2 separate regions of the Capra hircus genome follow, and region 1 is linked to region 2. A link is a contact called in public Hi-C data. All regions are on one chromosome and are shown on one strand. Each heading gives the region's core, a stretch centred on a gene start, on an enhancer-like site or on the middle of the called end of the contact. The rest is flanking DNA. Distances are from core to core; before and after follow the strand shown. Region 1 overlaps LOC108637152 (a long non-coding RNA gene). Region 2 holds the start of ANTXR1 (anthrax toxin receptor 1).

Region 1 (3,471 bases), core at 350-2,849, 340 kb after region 2:
AAAATGAAGCAGGGCATAGGCTAACAGAGTTTTACCAAGAGAACACACTGGTCATAGCAAACACCTTCTTCTACCAACACAAGAGATGGACATCACCAGATGGTCAACACTGAAATAACATTGATTATATTCTTTGCAGCCAAGAATGGAGAAGCTCTATACAGGCAGCAAAACAAGACCTGAAACTGACTGTGGCTCAGATCGTGAGCCTCTTGTTGCAAAATTCAGGCTTAAATGGAAAAAGGAGGGAAAACCACTAGACCGTTCAGGTATGAGAGGTGACAAATCGGTTCAAGGGATTAGATCTGATAGAGACAGCCTTAAGAACTATGGATGGAGATTCGTAACATTGTATAGGAGGCACTGACAAAAACCATCCCCCAAAAAAAGAAATACAAGAAGGTAACGTGGTTGTCTGAGGAGGCCTTACAAATAGCTGAGAAAAGAAGAGAAAAGCAAAGGAGAAAAGGAAAAGTATACTCAACTGAATACAGAATTCCAGAGAATAACAAGGAGAGATAAGAAAGCCTTCCTAAATGAACAAGGCAAAGAAATAGAGGAAAAGAACAGAATGGGAAACACTAGAGATCTCTTCAAGAAAATTGGAGATACCAAGGGAACTTTTCATGCAAAGATGGGCACCATAAAGGACAGAAACAGCAAGGACCTAACAGAAGCAGAAGAGATTAAGAAGAGGTGGCAAGAATACACAGAAGAACTATACAAAAAAGATCTCAATGACCCTGATAACCACAATGGCGTGATTGTTCACCTAGAGCCAGACATCCTAGAATGCAAAGTCAAGTGTGCCATAGGAAGTATCACTGTGAACAAAGCTAGTGGAGGTGATGGAATTCCAGCCGAGCTATTTCAAATCCTAAAAGATGATGCTGTTAAAAGTGCTGCACTCAATATGCCAGCAAATTTGGAAAACTCAGCAGTGGCCACGGGACTGAAAAAGGTCAGTTTTCATTCCAATCCCAAAGAAGGGCAATGCCAAAGAATGTTCAAACAATCATTACAATTGCGCTCATTTCACACGCTAGCAAGATAATGCTCAAAGTCCTTCAAGCTAGGCTTTAGCAGTACGTGAACGAGAACTTCCAGATGTACAAGCTGGATTTAGAAAAGGCAGAGGAACCAGAGATAAATTGCAAACATCCAGTGGTCATAGAGAAAATAAGAGACTTTCAGAAAAACATCTTCGTCTGCTTCCTTGACTACACTAACATGACTGAACACCACCACAAATAGCTGTGTGATAAGTTACTCCAAAATTAGCATTTCAGAGTAACAAACATTTATTATTTCACAGTTCCTGCAGTTGGGGGTCTAGCCAGGTTTGTCTGGGTCCTCTGACCTAGAGTCTCTCACAAGGCTGTGTCAGTCCGTGTCCGTAAGGACCGGTCAATGGTTAAATCCACCCCCAAGGCAGAGCTGTCCTTTTTTCCAGCAAATGAGTCCAGCAAATGTCCACACATTATCCCCAAGGGGACCTGTGCAGCTACCCGAAGCTGCATGCGGACGTTCCGGGCAGCCAGGAGCTTCACCTGGCGCTGAGGGGAGTCAAAGGGACTGCACTTTGACGCCCTCCACGCCCGCCAAGTGTGCCAGCTTGCACTGCTGCGCCGCAAGGCCCACCCCACCAGCCAGGAGGACGGAGCAGCCCTGACGGGTGGGGCTGGATGAGCAGCCCCCCTGTCAAATGTCCTAGGAGAGGCAGGTCCCAGCACAGGAAATGAAAGGATCTGAGTCCTGGGCTGCGGTGAAAAGGCATTTCCTCTTCTCTCTGGGCCTGGGGATAAAGTAAAGTTTGTCCCAAAGGTGAATTCCAGTCCCCACCGTCTCTCACACTTGAAGGCCAGGATGTAGGGAGGGTGTACACGGCCCTCTCTTTGGGGGAGAGAGGATGACGGCAGAACTCTGCTTCCCAAGGACGGGCTGGTGGCCCTAAGTACCACTACAGCAGGTAGGTGGATACCAGGACACTGTGTCTCACAGACCTCTGCTTGTCCAAGCCTCCCCTACAGTCTATGAAATATGTCAGCTGATCCCAGCCACATCACAGGGCACGGAGAGAAAAGCTTACCCATGTGAAATGGAATATCTGCTGCTATATCAAAAAACAAGAAAAGTCACAGCCATCAGCGATTTGGGGCCTCCAAAGGTGAAGGAGGGCTCCCAAAATGGCACACAACACACACGATTAAGCAGATGCCGCCACCCACCACCCCATGGTGATTGCTGAGGAGCTGGGGGGAGGACAGGAATGCAGAAGCAGCCATCTGCCACCCCATACGGGGAACAAGGATGTAGACAATCAGGAAACCGGATTTGGCCCCAGATAGCTGAGGTGCGGCGTATAAAGAAACGAATTCAGTGAGCCCAGAGGCTTGCATCTTCCCACACACAGAAGAACGCTAAATTCCTTAACTTGATATCGGATTTTCCTTACCTCACAATAATCTTTAATGTTCAGGCTGCCTGCCCCCTTTTTTGCAAACTCGTATATAGCCCTAACTCCCCTTCCTGCCTCCCTGGAGCAGTTTTCTCAGAGATACTGATGCTGTCTCCCAGGCTCAGGGTCCTAAACATTCCCACCAAATAAAATAACTCTCTACTTGCAGGTTGTGACTAGATTTTTATTTGACACCCACATCTTTGCATGGAATAGCAAAAAGAGGAACAATGTCCCTTGTCCCAAGCCAGGGCAGCCACGTGTTGACGCAAGGCAGAGCGAGGACCACAGGTATGTTCTTATAAGACAGCAGGCTGGGAGAGGCTTGGAAGAAGGGAGGGGGAAGGGAAGGGCCCGGTGTGGGTAGTGATCTGTAAGCTGACTGAAAGGTGAGTTTCTACTAGCAGGTAACTGCTGAGAGTCATACATACTGGCCAAACCGGGACAAGCCAGTTTGGCATTTGGCAGATCAAGGCTGAATCACCGGTCCTCCTGTTTGTATCTGCCGTTCAGCGTGACTGGTTTTTCTGGCCCCATGCCCTAGCAGGTCTTTTCAGATCTGCTCTCAGCCAGACCTCTGATCCCTCCAAGCTGACCCTGAAGATTAACCGGCAAGCCGGCCACCTGAGAGGCTGATGTCTGCTCTTCTTCACACCAGGGCCACTGCTCAGGGAGCATGAAGCAGGCCCTAATGAGACCCAGGGTCCCAAAGCTACCTCAACACCCAGGAATTCCAAATTGTTTTGAACAACCAGATCCAACTTCCAAATCAAGGCGAAATTCCACTTACCTTGGACTCTCGTTTTAGCTGCAGTCAGAAATAAAGGTGCCCTGGTCACACCCAGCCTGGGATGCTGAGGCAGACAGCATGCTTACCTCGAGAACACTGACATTCTTTTCTTGTCCCCACTGTGCTGTGTACTGAGAAAGAAACATTCCAGCTTTGCGACCCTCAGCTGTATTCCTTGTGCCAAAGGGGTAGCAGCCAAAAAGAGAAAAGACAACACATTTTA
Region 2 (3,451 bases), core at 124-2,623:
TGGATGGGCACTTAGGTGGCTTCCATGTCTTGGCTACCGTAATTAGTTCTGCTACGAACATTGGTGTCAAACAGTTCAATATGAAAAACCGAACTACCCAATCAGAAAATAGGCAGAAGACCTAAACAGACTTTTCTCTGAAGAAGAAATGCAGCTGGTCCACAGGCACATGAAAAGATGCTCAGTCGCTAATTATTAGAGAAATGCACATCAAAACTACAATGAGGTATCACTTCACACCAGTCAGAATGGCCATCATCAAAGAAAATTCTAGTTTAAAAAGATAAATGCACAATATCTTTTATATTCTCAGAAGTCACACACCATCATTTCTGCTGTACCGTATTTATTACACACCGTTCAGTCTCATTCAGTGTGGGAGAGGAGGTGTGAATATCAGGAGATGAAGACCAGAAAGGAACATTTTGGAGGCAGGCTAGTGCAGTGCGTTAGGAATCTCCAAAATTTAGAGGCTCTCAAGCAGAGGGGAAGATGAGTGTCTGGAGCAATAATCCTGAAATACAGAGCACGAGTGTGTGTTGAGGATTCCCAGAGTGGAAGACATAGGAAGATAAAACTTGAGTTCCCGCTGGGAAGGGGGTCCAGAGCCCACTCTAAAGAGGATCCCTCCCTGTAGAAAACAGAGCTTCTCTGGCAGTCCCAAACTGTTTGGAAGGTTCACATTCTTGTAAAGCTGTTTGTTTCCTCTGCCTTAAATCAAAGATTGGGTGAAAAAAGTCAAAGTTCACAGGCTGAAAAGAACTTACCACAGAATCTCCCAAATCGGAGATGGAGACCGTCTAGAATGCTCCGCTGTTTCATGCCAGGAACAGCTTTCTGTGTGGGACTGTTTTCGCTGTTTTCAGTCACATGACCGCATCCCAACAGTCCCTTTTATGATGTGCGGAAAGTGTACAGTAAGGTCACTTGGGTGATTCAGATCACAAAGGCCCGTTCTTCTCTGCTCGTTTGTCCAGCATCTTGTTTGCAAAGGTCCTAGCCTGGGGTCAGAGCCGTGGTGTTTGGAGGAAGTTCTCATCAATTGCTTACATGGACCTTATCAGCGGACGTAGAACAGGAAAAGAAAGAACAAGGATAAAAAAGCTAGCGAGTGAGGAAGAACTAAAAATGGGGAAGACGTAATGGAGAATGAAAGGAAAGATGCGTGAGAAAAAAGAAGGAATAAGAAACATGCACAGCCAGGCTCCCTAGAATGCGCAAGAGTGCTTTCGCCGTCCTTGGCCACAAGGTGGCACCCTTTGAACTTTCTTTCCCCATCAAAATATGAAGGCCCGGGGGGCGGGTGTTGAGAGGAGGGAGAAAAGAGTAAGCACTCCCCCAACCAAGAACAATTTGAAAACCCACCCCAAAATATTTAAAATCTGGGACAAAGAACCGTCAGGACGGAACTGCTTCAATTGCAAAACCTCAGCGCTGCCTCCCGAGCGGCCTGCCGGCCCGAGTCAGGAGCAGCCCCTTTAAAAAAAAGCGGACTACAGTATTGGGATTCTTGAAACCCGAAACCTAGAAACAGAATCGTAGCGGAAACCAGAAGGAAAACCTTGAACTCTTCCAGACAATTGCTTCCGGGGAGTTTTTCGGGAGAGCGAGGGGGAATAAAGGGCCCGAGAGGAGGGCCCCTCGGATGGCGCGCCCCTGAGGGTCCTGGCGAGTTCGAGGAGCGTGGGGAGGAGAGGACCATACCCTCTCCCTGGGGCTGCAGGTCATGGCCACCGTGGAGCAGAAAGCCCTGGGCATTGGCTTCAAGTGTCTTTCTTTGGCCACTTTTGTGCTCATCTGCGCCGGGCAAGGGGGACGCAGGGAGGAAGGGGGTCCAGCCTGCTACGGGGGATTTGACCTGTACTTCATTCTGGACAAGTAAGTGCCGTGAGTTGTTCCACCCTAGGCTAAGCTGATGATGCTTTCTACCCGGGCTGGGCTCCTTGGCAGGGTGGCTTTGGGACAGGCGCGCATCTCCAGGGACCCAGAGGGGCCGCGGGAGGTGGCGCTGGCCCCAGCTCTGCGCCTTTGTGGACCGAGCGCACGTCCCCATCCTTCCCGGCTGCAGGAGCCGGACGGGCAGGCGTCGCTGCTTGTTCTCCAGACAGCTTCTTCGCTGCCTTGCTTTCCGACGACCGAGGCGCCTGAGTTTGAGGATGGGAGTGTAAAGATGCTGTTGACCTACTACCTCTCTGTGAACCTTTTTCATTTGCTTTAGAATCCTTGGTGAGAAAAGCTTGCTTAGGAGAGGCAGAACAACGTTCACACACGTCTAAAGAAAGCGGCGTGGGTTTTTAAAAGCCAATTGTCTCTTGTTTAAAAACTCTGCCCTACGTATTCCTTTTCCCTGGTTCCTCATCATAGAATGTAGGCAGACTGGGCAGTTCGTGGAAATATAAGGCGGATTTCTCCACTCCACTGAGTTTGAGGCTAGGGAGTTCTTTGTTGTGGGGACGTCTTGTGAGTTGTAGGATGTTTTGTGAGCTGTAGAATGTTGAGCATCCCTGGCCGTAGGCTACCCTCTAGATGCTGGTACTACCCCCTAACCCCCCAACCCCCACTAGTCTCTATAACCTCCCCAACCCCACTCCTCAACCCGCACTAGTCTCTCCGTGGGGACAAGCAAAAATGTCTCCAGACATTGCCAAAAGTCCCTTGCGGGTATATTTCTCCTCCCTCTGGGCTTGAGAAACCCCGATGCAGGCGAAGTCAAGTTCTTGGCGATTTGACTGGTGGGCTACCAGGGAAGTGCAGGAGCCCTGGTTTTCTTGCAAAAATGGATGAGGCTTCAGGACTGTTCAAGGGAGAACTGAACTCTGCCCAATTCCCCGTAGACTTGCCAAGCCACAGTCATTCAAGGAAGTTGCCTGCTATCAACTAAAAAGCAGCTTTAACAATAAAAAGCCCCTCAGTGAAGATTAGTGCTCACTAGTGCTGTGTGAGCGCCCCACTGCCAGGACAGGACGCTTGCTGTTACAGTGGAGGGGACATGAGTTTCACAGACTGGAAAGTATTTGCCAGTTGGAAAAAGAGTCCTGCAAAATAAGCTGGCCAGCTAGACACCAAATGTGCTTTGCAGTTGCCCCTGGAGTTTGATTTTTTTCCGTAAAGGCTGTTTTGAACTCCAGATTCTTTGGATGAAAAGGGAGATCTCTTTCCTGCAGATTTATGAGAAGGTGGATACTGAAAATATACTCCAGTGCTAAGAAATGGAATTTCTTTTGTTACTTCTAGCGGCTGGGAGCACCAGCTCACAGATTCAGACTGTCTGAAAACACAGATGCCCATCATTGTGCTTTTTTTTTTTTTTTAAAGCCAGTTCAGAAGCGCATACAGGAAGATTTGAAAATGGACAGAATCACCATGTCCTGAAATGAAACAACTCTACACTGCAGAGATATCAAACTCTTTCCAAATTACCTTATAAATTGAATTAAACTTTAAAATCAGA

What was found. Hi-C and Micro-C count contacts between places; a contact is called where the count stands out from the background.
Region 1: a Hi-C map of blood shows a contact between it and region 2, with 8 times the contacts expected there. The contact joins the enhancer-like site here to the promoter of ANTXR1 in region 2. A contact is called at or near these places in 2 of 5 Hi-C or Micro-C datasets (both in blood).

The regions. Positions count from the first base shown.
Region 1 is chr11:67,417,737-67,421,207 of ARS1.2, forward strand. LOC108637152 (a long non-coding RNA gene) reads right to left here. Exons shown (of 3, transcript XR_001918820.1): 2 at 3,335-3,422. Among named protein-coding and RNA genes, the nearest start is that of GFPT1, 82 kb to the right of the region's middle. Within about 2 kb of position 1,600, at least 1 of the 5 cell types and tissues checked has an H3K27ac peak or open chromatin away from gene starts, as enhancers often do.
Region 2 is chr11:67,082,395-67,085,845 of ARS1.2, forward strand. It overlaps ANTXR1 (anthrax toxin receptor 1), which reads left to right and starts at 1,374. Exons shown (of 18, transcript XM_013967784.2): 1 at 1,374-1,878. The coding sequence starts at 1,727.